Linked DNA regions of Sus scrofa: region 2 is linked to region 1. The links are chromatin contacts, called in public HiChIP or PLAC-seq maps. All regions are on one chromosome and are shown on one strand. The core of a region is the stretch at or near the end of the contact, and the rest is flanking DNA. Distances in the headings are between cores, read along the strand shown.

The links. HiChIP or PLAC-seq counts read pairs in DNA pulled down with a chosen protein or histone mark.
Region 2: an H3K27ac HiChIP or PLAC-seq map of alveolar macrophages shows a contact between it and region 1. The contact joins two enhancer-like sites. A contact is called at or near these places in 1 of 47 Hi-C or Micro-C datasets (embryonic fibroblasts) and 1 of 2 datasets of contacts at active chromatin or transcription factors (alveolar macrophages).

Annotation. Positions count from the first base shown.
Region 1 is chr13:3,415,400-3,423,030 of Sscrofa11.1, reverse strand. It overlaps OXNAD1 (oxidoreductase NAD-binding domain-containing protein 1), which reads right to left. Exons shown (of 8, transcript XM_001925300.5): 4 at 5,484-5,590. Among named protein-coding and RNA genes, the nearest start is that of OXNAD1, 23 kb to the right of the region's middle. Within about 2 kb of position 4,905, at least 21 of the 83 cell types and tissues checked have an H3K27ac peak or open chromatin away from gene starts, as enhancers often do. A contact at or near this core is called in alveolar macrophages, where this site is marked.
Region 2 is chr13:4,135,773-4,143,403 of Sscrofa11.1, reverse strand. The region is part of intron 4 of PLCL2 (inactive phospholipase C-like protein 2); the gene reads right to left. Among named protein-coding and RNA genes, the nearest start is that of PLCL2, 150 kb to the right of the region's middle. Within about 2 kb of position 3,158, at least 13 of the 83 cell types and tissues checked have an H3K27ac peak or open chromatin away from gene starts, as enhancers often do. A contact at or near this core is called in alveolar macrophages, where this site is marked.

The DNA.
Region 1 (7,631 bases), core at 3,656-6,155:
GGACATGGGTTCCATCCCGGGTCTCACTCAGTGGATGAAGGATACAGTGTTGCTGTGGCTGCGGTGTAGGATGGCAGCTGCAGCTCTGACTCAACCCCTGGCCTGGGAATTTCCACAGGAGTGGCCGTAAAATGAAAATAATAACAGTAGTAATAATAACCTAAAAGTTTCAAAACAATCTAAATGTTCATCAACTGATAAATGAATAAACAAAACATGGTACATCCACACGACACAACGAATTACTGACACGATGCCACAACAGACGTCAACAAAGAATTATGTTGCGGAAAGAAGCAAGCTACAAAAAAAGACCACATATTGTATAATTCCACTGATATGAAATGTCCAGAACAGGCAAATCCAAAAGTACAGAAAGTAGAACAGTGGTTGCCTAGAGGGCTGAGAACGGGGAGTGAATGATAATTGGTCCAGGGTTTCTTCCGGGATGATGAGAATGTTCTAAAGTTTGGGCTGAACACTATACCATCCTGTGAATATACAAAAAAAAAAATCACTGAATTGTACACTGTAAATGGGTGAATTTTATGATATATAAAGTATATACCATCTCAATAAAACACAGTTTTTTTAAAGTGTAAAAAAAAAAGGCAACAAATACTCTTTCACTGGCATTTGACAAGCTTAAAGGCTGTTGTGGCCTCCTGAATTCTGACACTCTTCACATTTCTGTGGTCAGGAACTCTCACAAGTTTCAATCATTTGGTAATTCTACACCACAGAAACGTTTTTGGAGTGGGGATTTTAGGAAATGCAACAAATCTAGTCACATACCAAGAAATAGAAATATTTTAGGACCTGGGGCCAGAGAAAATTCTTATCCCCATGTCCAGGAAACCCAAAAATCCAATATAGCTGTTTCTTAACCATCAAGAAGTGATAGTACTTAAAAAAAAAAAAAAAAAAAAAAAAAGCGACAGTATCATCTCCACCCCCTACCCCCCCGTTGTTCCCCTACCAGCAGGCTTACAAGAAAAGCAGCTGAGCTTCTCTCCCAATTTGATCCAAGACCTTAAAAGATGTTCTTTTCTCATCTCTGGCCTTAGATATCTAGTCATTCATTATGGTCTTAAAAAATAGTTCTGGGGAGTTCCCGTCGTGGCGCAGTGGTTAACGAATCCGACTAGGAACCATGAGGTTGCGGGTTTGGTCCCTGCCCTTGCTCAGTGGGTTAACGATCCGGCGTTGCCGTGAGCTGTGGTGTAGGTTGCAGACGCGGCTCGGATCCCGCGTTGCTGTGGCTCTGGCGTAGGCCGGTGGCTACAGCTCCGATTCAACCCCTAGCCTGGGAACCTCCATATGCTGCGGGAGCGGCCCAAGAAATAGCAACAACAACAACAACAAAAAAGACAAAAAAAAAAAAATCTTCAAAAAAAAAAAAAAAATAGTTCTGGACTGGAAGTGCTCCTGAAGAGGTCATGAGGCGACTTTCACCTATATTCACTTGAGTCCGTCCCATGAATACCTTAATTTCCATCCCATTTCAGACAAGATATAGTTAACTATAAAACTATAAAAGACTATAGTTAACATTTATTAACACAGCTGCTATGTGCTTTCAGAGAAGTATATAGCATCTCTACAGCTTCTGTGTTTTAGAACAATCTCTGAGCTACTTTTGCTGCTTTATCTCCTGAACTACAGCACCCTCTGCTGCTTTATGTTGATAAAGACCTTTCTCTCCAGTGAGTTGAATTTCTCTACTAACTTTGGAAAGCTTTCACCTTTAGCAAAAAAGGGCTCTTTCGTTAAACATTACAGAAAAATTTCATCTGCATGTGTGCACAATACATATTTATTAAAACATCTTTCCAGCAAAGAATTAAATTTTAAACATATTATACACACCCCTTCAAAAATGCCCTTTTAGCACCCAGATGACTGACTTTATGAAGGCAGAGAGAAAGGGCTAGTTCTGCAGCGAAACGCTCACAACCACATCCAGTGTGACACACCCGGCAGCTCCGTCTGCTTGAGATGCAGTCCCAGGGCCCAGTACAGGGCAAGCACACAAACCGAATGACGATCCTCTACCCCGAGATCCCAAAACCCTTGGACCTTCAACAAGGAACAGCATAACCACCCACTGGGATTGGTATTGGAGGTAAAGATGCAAGTATGTCTTGGTTCCCTCCCTCGATAAACTCCCAAATGGGAGTGAAATTAACAGATAAATGATTAAACGGCACTGTGAAAAAAATCTTGGGAGCAAGAAAATGCTCCCAAGATTTCTTCTGAGCTCCAACATGTGTGATCCTAATTTTATCGGGAAAATACTAATACAAGAACTGTTTATTTTAAAGCAAAAAATTGCTTGGGGCATGGAGGCTCGGAAGAAGCAGTCAACTCTAAGAGGGGTGAAGGATTAAGACAGACTTCACAGAGGAGTCTTGAGGCACATCGCTCATCAGACAAGCATTGGGGGAAGACACTGTCTGAGCAAAGACGCCAGGGAGCGAGCACCTCCGTGTGGCCGGGTAAGTCAGGGCTGTAGGACCTGTGGGCTGAATACGTGGGGGAAGAGTCCTACTTCTCAAATCGCCTCCCTCCAATCTAGTCACCTTTCTTCCTGGTGTCTTCCTTCTCTTAGTAGAGCCTGGTCATCTTCCAGCATAAACACTTGTGTTCTCCTGCACAAAGTCAGAGGTACACACGTCTCTCTTCAAAAACGCTTGGGCCTGCTACCCTCAGGCAGTGATCTGCACACATGCCTGGCATGGAGTGAGTACTGATGGTACATGAGCTGGGTCAGCACAGCAGAGATGTGTACTCGCCCGCAACAGCCTCACTACAGGGGAACTGGCTGAGGAACTAAGTAAGAGTTACAACCTGTCCCTTGGGCCTCACCTGCACAGATGGTCTAACTATAACAAAATACTGAACCAAACCAAATAAAGTGAACATCAGACATTGTGCTAAATCCCTGACGTATCCTAAGACAGAGAAATATTACTGTTCCCTCTTTAAAGACATAGAAACTGAAGCCCAGAGAAAGAAGGAAGCCGCCCACATCACAGAGCCAGCAGGTAGAAAAAGCCAGCCTGTGGGCCACGCAGTCTACAGAGCATGGGGCGTGTGACGCTGTGATACAGCCTCCAGAGGGAACGGACCTGGCCTCCAGTGAATGCCCCCAAGGAGCGCTGATCCTGGCAACTCCAGGCTCTCGCACACCGAGTGAGGACTGCCAGTGGCACACTCCAGCCCCAAGGGGGAGTCCAGATATTTCCACCCTCAGGGAGGAGAATTCTAAGATGGTCAAGAGTAGGACTCACCAAGGAGCAAGGTGCCAAGTGGTGACCGACTGGTCAGACAGGCCCAAAAGGTTTAGCCCGGCACATGGGAGAAATGGTTTCTAGGAGTTTTCTCTTTGGCCCTTCTCTCTGGATTGGACTGTGTGGGTTCTTAGAACTGGTTCCCCAAGACAGGAACCAGAACCCTCTGGAGACCCAGAAAGAACACCACATAGCAGGAAGAACCCCAGAGACCCATCTCTGGTCTTCGCTGAAGGCTAGCTTCAGAGCATTCACTCATCCATTCAGAGGCGGGCCTGCAGCCTGCCCCAGAGTTTGGCAAGTGTCGGGGGAAAGAGCTCAGGAGTGTATCGTCATGGCCCAACCCCTATCCCAAGAGCCCAGTGGCAATCCTCTCCCTACCCCACGCAGCACTCTACTCTGACCATCCCAAGCACACAAGCTGCATCAGCCACAATCACACACTCCCTCTTTCCCTAATCCTTGCCTCGTCCCCCAAGTGCCAAGCGGAGGTGACTGTATATCAGACGATCTAGGAGAGCCTGGCACATAAGCCATCCCAGCAACAACGCTGAAGGAGCAATGCCACACCTCAGCAAAGGGCCATTCTGTAACCACAAAGTCACACATCCAAAGGGCTCACAGCTTCCAGAGTCGTAGAGTGAGTCAGTGGTGAGGGAATAATCTTTTAAAGAGGACAGTCCAGGCGCCAGGAGTGAGTGCTAAGGACACCTGGCAGGGAAATGGTCAATACTGACCAGCCAGAGGTGATCCGCCCCCATGTCAGGCATGTACTAAAACCAGCCCCAACATCAGGGAAGTCACCAAATCTATTCACTGATACGGGGTATGTAACACCAACCCCGAGTGATTTTATCTTGAGGATCACAACGGGACCCTATTTCTATGTGTATCACTAGGGAATGATGACATTTTTCTTCACAGTTTTTGCTAGTGCTAGTACAATTGCACGCACACCAGGGAAGCAGCAACATAACCAAGGCACAGGGTTTTTCTAATCAGGACACTGGGGTCAGAGTCTTGGCACAATCCTAAACTGAAGGCACGGAGCTAAGGGTGTGCACAGGACACAAACACTTTCCCAGAAGGGAAATGTGGAAAGAAAGATCATTACAATTAAAGTTTGCACTTTTCAGTGTAATAACAGCTAAACTAGTTTCGAAGGGTAAAAAACGTTGCCCACCCCCCCAAACCAGCCCAAATGCACTTAATATGTATCACCGAACATGTGCAAAGATTGCAGTAAATTGCTTCATGAACGCAAATTATTGCAATCAGCATCTTGTTTTCTAGTTCTAAATTCAAAGGCAAACTATTAACACAAGACTGCTAACTCTTGCTATTATCACACTTGCTATTATCACACATCCTCCTTCTAACAAAACCACATTTCCAGATGGACTGCCAAAATTAGTCAAGTGACTCCTAAGAAAGACTACCAAGACTGACATGCCAGAAATTCATTTAGAAATGAATGCTTTATTTAAATCAAGGAAACAGACACCCAAACACACCTTTCCTAAGGAAATACAAGTCACTTTATTTACAATTCAACTTGAATTGCAGCTCAGGGAGGCCATTCTCAGGAACAGTGGGACAGCTGGGCTGTCACCCTGGCAGCATACTGACTAGTCCTCAGAGTCCTGAGTGTGATGTGGGCTGGGCCAGATGGGGGGACCCTGATAATAAATTCAGCAAAATATTTCAACTCCACAAAATACAGTATGAGGGAGGCAGGAATTCGGGCCAGAGGGCAAGCAGCTCTGTGACAGAACTGGTTAGAAGAACCAGTTTCAGCCTGCTGTGTTTACTCTGTATTTCAGATTAGATTACTGCAGTGCATTCTATTATCCACTATCCACTCCTGAATCACCAGAGTTGTTGGGCTTCATCAGGGTCCTTGGCCACAACTAGCTGCTTTGTTTCAATCTGGAAAACTCAAGGCAGCAATTTTCTTCTTATGTCTAAGAGGGTCATGGGCTCAAAACCAAGGTGAGCTCTGGGACAAGAAAAGGAATCAGACTCTCTGTGACAAAAAAAAGCACAGCCTGAATGGAGACGCTCTAAGAATCCCTATGCCTCAGGAGAAACAGTGGCCACAGAAGTCCTTTCCAGAAGGAAAAATAAAGTTCTTATATCTGGCAGCACCCAGAACACACACAACACTTAGGAGACAGAAAAGCTACTTACCATTGGCCGGCTTTAAAAGAAAAATCTTTATCAGCAACAAGCAAGCGGAGCCTCTTCACAGATGGGGACTCATGGGCCACTCCACACACCTTAGCCACTGACACCACCTAGAGCCAAAGACGGTGGCTGAGGTTAGGTACACACAACTCAGGAACAAACTGTGGCTTTCTTATAACTAAGGTTTTTTTTTTTCTTTTGAAATCTACAAAGATGTGGTTTTTGATAATTGCAAAACAAGGTAAAGCACACTTTGCTTTAGAATTCTGCCTTCCACCAGGTGAACAAATTTCATTTAGGGGAGACTTGCTAGCCCACTGACTGAATTTTATTCTGCATAAAACATTTCCATGTCCTGGGCTGGGCCCTCTGGGAAGAACCAGGGCCCCAGAGACCTGTAAAGTCCCTGCCTGGAGCCCACCTGCTCTGTCAATGCTGTGCACGCAAATAAGAAAAGCTGATGTATGTTCTGAGCTTTGCCACAAGTCTTTGACAAGCTGAATTCAGAAATTAACTTTTTTTTTTTTTTTTTTTAGCAATTTCACAGTGTAACTTGTATGCCTGTTGACTCTAATGATAGACCACAAACTGGGTTTGTACTCCTTGTGCCTTTGTTTCTTTTCATTCATCCACTCATTTTGGCCATGCCTGTAGCATGCAAAGTTCCTGGGCCAGGATAAAATACACCCCACAGCAATGACCTGAGCCACAGCAGTGACAACACCAGATCCTTAACCACTAGGCCACCAGGGAACTACCATTTATTTTTTCTAATTCACTTTTTATTATATTCTACAAGATATAAACAGTCCACAAGCTTGAAAAAACAACAAAAACTGCCCATTGCTATAGATAGTTGGAGAAGCACTATTTTAAATGCTATGTCTGGTTTAAAAAAGGTCTGAGTCAGGAGTTCCCGTAGGGGCTCAGTGGTTAACGAATCTGACTAGGAACCATGAGATTGCAGGTTCGATCCCTGACCTTGCGGGTTAAGGATCTGGCTTTGCCGTAAGCTGTGGTGTAGGTTGCAGATGCAGCTCCGATCCCCTGTTGCTGCGGCTCTGGTGTAGGCCAGCGGCTACAGCTCCGATTAGCCCTAGCCTGGGAACTCCATATGCTGCAGAAGCGGCCCAAGAAATGGCAAAAAGACAAAAAAAAAAAAAAAAAAAAAAAAGGTCTGAGTCAAACACACTTCAGTTGCGTGCCATCACCCCTCAAATTTCAAATGCCTCTACTTCCCACTTTCTTTGTTTCTTCCGCCTTTGGGTTTCTCTTCCTCTCAAATCTGGGACTTCTTCACAATGAGGGAAAAAAGGTGGCAGAACTCTTCCCTCCACTTCCTACTGCCCTTCAGCTCCACTTTGGGCAGCAAATCAAACTGGCGGCTGGTGACCAAACACCACCCTTCCCCTCAGACGGTGTTACCTTCACAGGTCCACCAGGGGGAGCCCTGGAAATCTGTCAGGATTTCCCAGAACAAAGCTAGCTCATCCAGCCATTTTCCTCCAAGAGGACCAAATCTAGTCAAACTCTCAGTGGGAGACAACTCTTAAAACCCCACGAGAAAATTCTCCCGATGATGGTGGTCCCTTCACTACCTCAAAGTACTCTTAAAATGCTCTTTCTCTGTACTTTTGCCAGTCCTCTTTCCTCCCTGAAAGCACATGGGGTAACTTTCCACTCTTCAGCCTCTCTGCCTGTGCTCTGATCCTGGCCTGCCTGCCCTGCCTAAAGCACTGCTTTACCAGACCCACCCAGCCTTTTCTCCGCATCCACTTTTCCCCTCTCTAGACCTTCGGAGTCATCAGACTTGATGTCTAATGCCAACTGCTCCTCCTCAACAATTCGGCAGCAAAAACGAAGCAGTGTAAGACGGCTGTTAATAGCATGAGCGTTACAGCTAGACGGCCTGGTATGGATGCCCGGCTTCGCCACGCACCAGCTGTGTGACCCTAGGCACTCACGGGACCCTAGCCCACCTCAGTGAGGAGATGAGAATAACATCACCTGCACTTCCCACAGTTGGTGGGAGGATTACATGAGATAATACATGAAAGTACACATAATGCTGCTGGCCCCAGAGTAAGTTCTCATTAAGCATCTGTTCTAATGTATCTTATTGCACCAATTATAATTAATGTATCAGTATTT
Region 2 (7,631 bases), core at 1,909-4,408, 720 kb before region 1:
ATGAAAACATCAGCATGATATTCAGGAATCACTCAAATGAATAAGCAGAGAGAACCAGTGTCAGAAAGGCAGAGGCATGGTCAGAGGGCAAGGAGCACAACGAGAATGCTGAGCACTGCCAGGGGTAGGAGGAGATTTCCTGGAAGGTCTACAGAGTTAGGAGCTCTGGATTTGGCCATCTGGTAATTTTGGTCAATGCAATCGAAGCACTGACAGTTCTGCTGTAATGTGACATACGTGTTCCTAAGAATCTCCCCACTGTGAAAAACTGTGTGATTAAATAATGCAAGGCTTGTGGGGAGAATGGGGTTAGGGCACAACACTAGAAATTTTGCAGTGACACATTAAAAAAAGGCAGGAACAGGGAGTTCATGTCGTAGTGCAATGGAAATGAATCCAACTAGTATCCACGAGGATGAGGGTTTGATCCCTGGCCTCACTCAGTGGGTTAAGGATCTGGCATTGCCGTGAGCTGTGGTGTAGATCACAGATGTGGCTCGAATCCGGAGTTGTGTGGCTGTGGCGTAGGCTTGGCAGCTGTAGCTCCGATTGGACCCTTAGCCTGGGAACCTCCATATGCCACAAGTTTGGCCCTAAAAAGCAAAAATTTAAAAAAAGGCAAGATTCGGCCCAAAAAAAAAAAAAAAAAAAAAAAAAAAAAAAGGCAGGAACAGAAAGCAAACAACAGCACAGTCCTGCAATGATTAAGGAAGACAAAAAACTTTGATGAGTGTGGCGTGTGGCACTTGACATTAAAACGATCTGAAGTTTCTTGTGGAAGTGGGATGGGAAGGGCAGCAGCTCATGAGTCACTGTGAGTGGTGGAAAGAGGGGTCTGACACCTGAGGAGAGGTTGTAACTAAGACGTGGAGGGCACAGCTCACAACAGCCTTGGTGAACAGATGTAGCTGGCAGGTGTCTGAGGTGTGTGTAGCAAGGTCAGTTCACCCTGGGCAGTGCTCTGCCCTCACTTGTGTTTCTTGTGGTCAAAACTGTACGCAGACAAACACAAAATTCTTGTTAGGGTAAAGTTGTTCCCTAATGCACACAAATAATAACACACAAACAAAGCTACATTTTCAAAACAAGTTTTACAGCAGAACTGACTATAAAAGGGAGAGTATTTCAAAATCTATGCAATTTTATTGTGACGTAGAGTTAAGCTCTCAACATCTATCAACTTCAACCTAAGTATGCTTGTGGCATCATACAAGCCTGCCTCAACACTGTACTCAATTATTTTAAACTATTTTAACAATCATTGCTTGTCAGAGAAGAGATGCTGTATAAATCTGGAGCAAATCCTGAATTATGAGTGACCCAGGGTCCACATTCTAGAGAAGTCAAGAATCCTTCTGGCTTCTACATATGCTCTTAATTGGTCATAAAGTTCACTGCAGGGCTAGCATGGTAGTACATACCTAAGGGTGATGAATGGAGCTCTCCTGCCACTTAACTTTCGTCTAAGCACTGCTATAATCTGAGTATCTCACTCACTACATTTCAGATCAAATCCCATAAAATTACATCCCCTAGAATCTGTAGGTACCTGGCTGAATTTTCACAATCCACGTCTCTATCTACCACTTATCACTCTAAATCAGTTTAGAACTATATTCATAGGCTCAGAAACGGCTGCATTTCCTAGTAATGCAGTTTTAATTAAACCGTAGTTCCCGAAGTGAATTACCATGTCCATATACAAGCAAAGAGACACTATGCTTATTACTAGACAGATAGCAATATAGATCTTGGCCGTACTCCCCTAAACAACCATTTGGATTCAGTATAAAATTCATGGAAATAAACAGTATCATGCAGTCAAAACAACCAAAGTACTCCCCTTGGTTCTTACTTTCTCTTGGTTCTTACTTTCTAGGAGTTGCTCTGGTGCCCACTGCACTTGGGATGGACCCAAGTTTACACTGTGGGTATTTCTAAGAGGCACTTCCAGCTTTAGCCACTAGAAGTCCTTAGTAATACACATTTGTCAGGCTGGAGGCAGGAGAAGGGAGCGAAGATGAGAGAAAACACCACAAAGAGGAAACAGAAGGGGGGAAAGGCACTACATGGAGGAATAAAAGTAAAAAAGACCAAATCAAAGAGCCAGGGCTTAGAGGAAATAAAACAGCGAATGCACCAGGGTGACTGACCTTATCAAAAACCATCCTTTAAACCAGAAAGAAATTTTTATTTCATGAAGACAAGTGAATAAACAATGAAGCCACAACCAAGCTTTTATGCAAAAGGAATTCATTCGTATTTCTAGGTTAACTGAGACTTAGCATGACTAGACGTCTCCATATTTTCCCAAACATATTTAAATATGACCTGGTGAAGCTCTGTAGTGCAGAATAGCTTGAGGAATAGAGAAGAAGGCTCTGGAAAAGCCAGGAGTTCCAATAAACCAAGAGATGAGTTATGAAGTCAACATACAGCTTTTAAACGTTTGTCCTACTATAAGTTGTTGCCAAAGTTTTGGAATTTCTGAATAGTTTTCATTTCAGAGGTACACAGAATTTCAAAAAGTTGAATTTTGGGTTTGCTCTTGTACTGCTTCTGCTCCTGTACAATGCAATATTCAAAGAAAACAGAAACTGTTGAAAATTGAACAAAACAGAACCCAAACTACCCTAAAAAGGAACTCCAATGAAACCATAAATCTATCCAGAAGAACTCTACAATAACTCCTATCAGTTCATGAAAAATACATCATGCAGTGCTTTTCTGTGTGGAGGGCAGGTAGATAGTAAGTTCACATGCACTCCAATTAGAATAATCCTCTTATGTCTCTATTTAATGATCAACCTCACATGATCAGAAGCCTCATTAGGGAAGAACTGGGGGTGTCACATATCATTTGGCACATGATTAGCGTGGGAAGCCTTATGTAACATCCTCACACTGAACAGGCTACTTCCCCGCACATGATGAATGGGTCTGCACCACAGTGACCTCAAGGATGCACACACAAACCCTATCCTCTCTGGGGCCTTTGTCGCTGTCGCCTCTCGACTCTGAGTGCTTCTCTGATTTTCTAAACAATAATCATGATGTGCTTTACACGACGCCCTCACACTACCTCGGCAGGAGATGTAAGTGCGCCTGGCGCTCTAATATCCTGTCACGAGAGCAGGAAGGGTATGAGCATGCAGGACTGAACTGCCGGGAAAGGCACTTCCGTCTGGGCCTGTGGACAGCCAGGGCCATCCAGTGGGGATGCAGGCGACAGCTGGCCATGCACTTCTGCCTCCAATATATGTCTGGGAGGTGGGAAAGAAGGGCCAGGGCACCACTGTGACTCCCTCGGTCTTGAGGGTTTTTAAGATAAGGAGTTTGGGATGCAGGGGAGTGTCTCCCAGAACCGGTGAGAATTTTAAAGCTAGACTAAGCATCCCTGTGGGAAGAAAGGGGAACTCAAGCTCCTTACAGCCAATTACTCAGCGAGCAAGCTACTTCCGGAGACTGTAGTAGGAACTTCTGGATGCTATATATTACTTTCAAGTCACCAAGGACCGTTTAGTTTTGACATGCTCGTTTAAACTATTATTACCAAATTAATTAAATTTCAAAAGATACAATTTGAATTAAACAGAGTACCACGTTTATTACCATCTACTTATATCAAGCCTTTTCTCCAAGGGGGATCAAGGTGATTTAGAAACTCCTAATTAACAGACAGTAATCCAATCATACTCTTACTGTAAGGTGTCATTAGTTTCTCTCAGGTCTGTGTTAGCTAAGTATAGATGTTAGTTAACAGGGAAAAGCAACTGGAGATTCCTGTGTAATGAAGAGCAATATTTTTGAGCACAGTGAAGAGTCTACAGTATCCGGACTAGCATAGCTAGAAGAGCAAGAACCAGTTGACCGGCTACTACAACATTTATGGTACAAACCCAAGTGTCCTTTCTGGTGCTGACCACAGAACTCATGTGCTCCTCCATCTTCCCCTTTCCCAGGAAAGAGGCAACTAACTGCCCTAGTAAGGTGGTGGGAAGCCTAACCTTCTGCTTTTCACTTTGCAACTTTCCACCTGCCTTTATGAAGTGGAGTAACCCTGTCTTCATAAACAGCAAAGCTGCTGCTCTCAGGTTTGTGTGATGCTAAAATATACACAGACAGGTCTTACAGCATTGAGGGCTGCCTGGTGCTAGCCTCTGAAAACTCACGCTGATGTGACGGGGACTACTGTTTATGCTCTGGGCCAGTTACATGCGATCTCAGCCCCTCTGAGGCGGCGAGATTGTGCCAATTTTACAGATGAAGTGATGTGCCTGGTCACAGAGTAGGCACTAGAGCAGGGACTTCCCACCCTCAGGGCCCGTGTTCTTTGCTTGAACAGCCCTCCTACCCCCCCCCCCACCTGCTTCCCACGTGCTGGGAGGGTCCTCCTTCCTCCCCCAGCAGCTAGTCCCAATGTCTCTAGGCAAGAACGATACTATGCACATGTGCTCACACCCATGCACACCTGCCTGGGTCTGTGTGAACTCACAGCTGTGCTCAATGAGATGTGTCCTTGGCCAAACACACCAGGACACATCTTGCGTCGGGCACTGGGAGTGCCCTGGGAGTCGGTTTTCGGTGGCAGGCGAGAGGACCAGGACGAAGCCTTGCACATAAACCCACAGCCCGTGGGTTTGTGTGCGGGGTCTGGGTTTCGCCCCTCAGGAGCACAGGAGTGTGGGGAGCATCAGGGCTAGCAAGTGCTGGAGATGGGGGGTGGGCGTTGAGGGAGGATGGTTGTCCAGCATTCAGGAGCCCTGCCCACCTACCAGCTCATGCAGCAGGCAGCTTCTGAGCAGGCTACGGAAAATCATAAAATACTGCAGTTTACTGGTGAACCATGTCCCCACCTACAGGGGCTTCCCAGAATCAAGCCGCTCTCCTGCCTGGCCTCCTCCTCTCTCCTCCATTCCTCACTCAGCTGTATTTTCTCCTTCGGGCATTTGAATCTTTAGGTAGGGCATGTCAGACAGGGCAAAGAGTCCTCTGGTAAAGGGATGGGAGACTCTGAGGAACTGAGGAACACGCCAACGGTCTGGAAGCACTCCCTCCTCCCACCTCCCAGTTCTAGGTCTGGCCTCCAGCCCCAGCCTTCCCACAAACACCTGAAGCTGCCCAGGAACCTCAGGCCTCCTCCTCTTCCTGGACCAGCTCAGGTGTCACTCACTGCCTTTGGATGGACACTGGTGCAACCCTCTGGCACTGAGACCAGAAGGGCAACCGCTCCAGCCTCCAGCCCTGGCCAGCCCCAAACCTAACCCTCCCAAGGAAGGCTTTCTGTGTGCATGTAAGTCAGTCAAGTTTGGGGAGATGTAGGCATGCCAGGACACAGACATAGGGAAGGAAGGACACCTGATATCTGTGTCCCTCAATCAAGGTCACAGTCAGTCATTCAAAAATATATTTTGAGTGCTGCCCTCTGATGTGAAAACACAGTGGTAAGTCGGACACATATGGCTGAGCTCTGACACATATGGAGCTCAGATTTGGGGTGGGAGACAGAGGTACCTTAAAAAAATGAATCAAACCAGTGAAAGTGTAATTATAGGTTGTGATGTGTGTAAGAAAGAAGCAAAGAGCATGAAGAACAGCCCAGTAGGAGTTCCCATGATGGCTCAGCGGTTAACAAGCCATGAGGGTGCAGGTTCCATCTCTGGCCTCGTTCAGTGAGTTAAGGATCCAGTGTTGCCATGAGCTGTGGTGTAGGTCACAGACATGGCTCAGATTCTGCATTGCTATGGCTGTGGTGTAGGCCAGGGGCCACAGCTCCAGGTGGACCCCTAGCCTGGGAACCTCCATATGCTGTGGGTGCAGCCCTGGAAAAGACAAAAAGACCAAACCAAACTAAACCAAACCAAACAAACCAGCAGAGTGTTTAAATCTAGAGGCCTCCCCTTCCCCTGTGGGAAAGAGGCTCCATTCCCAGCACCTTTTCTAATTTAACCCCTTCCCATAGGACACAGCTTTAAATAGAACACGGTAAGCATGGCCTAGATTTTATAATTGCAGAGAAAGTCCTCCCCACTGCCTTAAGGGAGGTAAGAGGAAACCAGAAGTTTTTCAGAAGAGATGCAGAGCCTGCCTCTGTCCCCACCCAATTCCTCTTTCTCTGCCCGCCCTCCCACCCCACCCCCGCACCCTCCCCTAAGGAAAGATGCTTGATTGGACTGAGAAAAGGAGCATGACTTAAACTCAACTCTTAGTTCATTTTTAGTGCTTCAGTCCCTAGGTAGAGCAATCAGATTGCATGTCTCACTAAATACGCGTGAGGTAAGTCGGTTACAGATTTCACTGGATTATAACACAAAATTCTGGTTGACTGTCACCATTTTCTGCTGGAATAGCATGCTTTCTTCATGAGCACTATAAGAAATGGGAGTAAACGTGCATTTTCAGAGTAAACTAGTTTCCTCTCTTAGTTCCCACCTCTAGCACTTTGAGTTCTGATGGCCAAATGTTAGTAAGTAGTATCTTAGGGATCCAGTGCCTCTTCCAGGACAGGAGTTCCAGGGGATATGGCACAAGTACTGTAATCTTCTACAGATCAACATTCAAAATGCACTGAGTGAGAAAGAAGGAGAGAAAGAGGGAGGGAGGGAAGGAAGGAAGAAAAGAAAGAAGGAAGGGAGGGAAGGAGAAACTTTTAAAGTCATAATTTAAGCTAGCCAAAGTGAATCTGGAAACCAGTGCATCAAAATACCCTAAGTAAAAACACACACACCAAAAAAAAAAAAAAAAAAAAAAAGAAAGAAAGATGAAAAGAAAGAAAAGAAAGAAAAAAAGCAGTTAATGAACCCAACTAGTATCCATGAGGATGCAGGTTCAATATCTAGCCTCACTGAGTGGGTTAAGGATCCTGCATTGCCGTGAGCAGGTGGTATAGGTCACAGATGCAGCCTGGATCTAGGGTTGCTGTGGCTGTGTGAGCTGTGGCTCCAATTTGACTCCTAGCCTGGGAACTCCCAAACACCATGGGTGTGGCCCTAAAAAGCAAAAAAAACAAAAAACAAACAAACAAAAAAACAAAACAAAACAAAAAAAACAGGATCAGGGAAAATTCCTTAGGGTTTCTTTGTTTGGTCTATTTAGGGCCCCAGGTACAGCACATGGAAGTTCCCAGGCTAGGGGTCTAATTGGAGCCACAGTAACACAGGATCGGAGCTGAATCTGTGACCTACACAGCAGCTCAGGGCAATGCAGGATCTTTAAGCCGCTGAGCAGGGCCAGGAATCAAACTTAAGTCCTGATGAATACTAGTCATGTTTGTTATTGCTGAGCCACAGCAGGAACTCCCCCATCAGGTTGGCAAACGTTTTCTGTAAAGGAGCGGATAGTACAAACTTTAGGCTGCTGCTCCTCTCTGATGTTACCTGTGAAACCAGTCACAGAGAATGTGACGGCTGGGCTCTACCAAAACTTCCCTATGGCACTGAGGCTTTAATTTCATGAATTTTACATGCCACGAATTTTAATTTTTTTTCAACCATTTAACACGTAAGTACCATTCTTAGCTTGCAGGCCATTCAAAAACAGGTAGAGCCAGGCCTGCCCACAGGCCAGCATTGCCCAACCCCTGTTCTAAAATGTCACAGGACACATTGTTTGGTGATACTGGACTGAAAGTG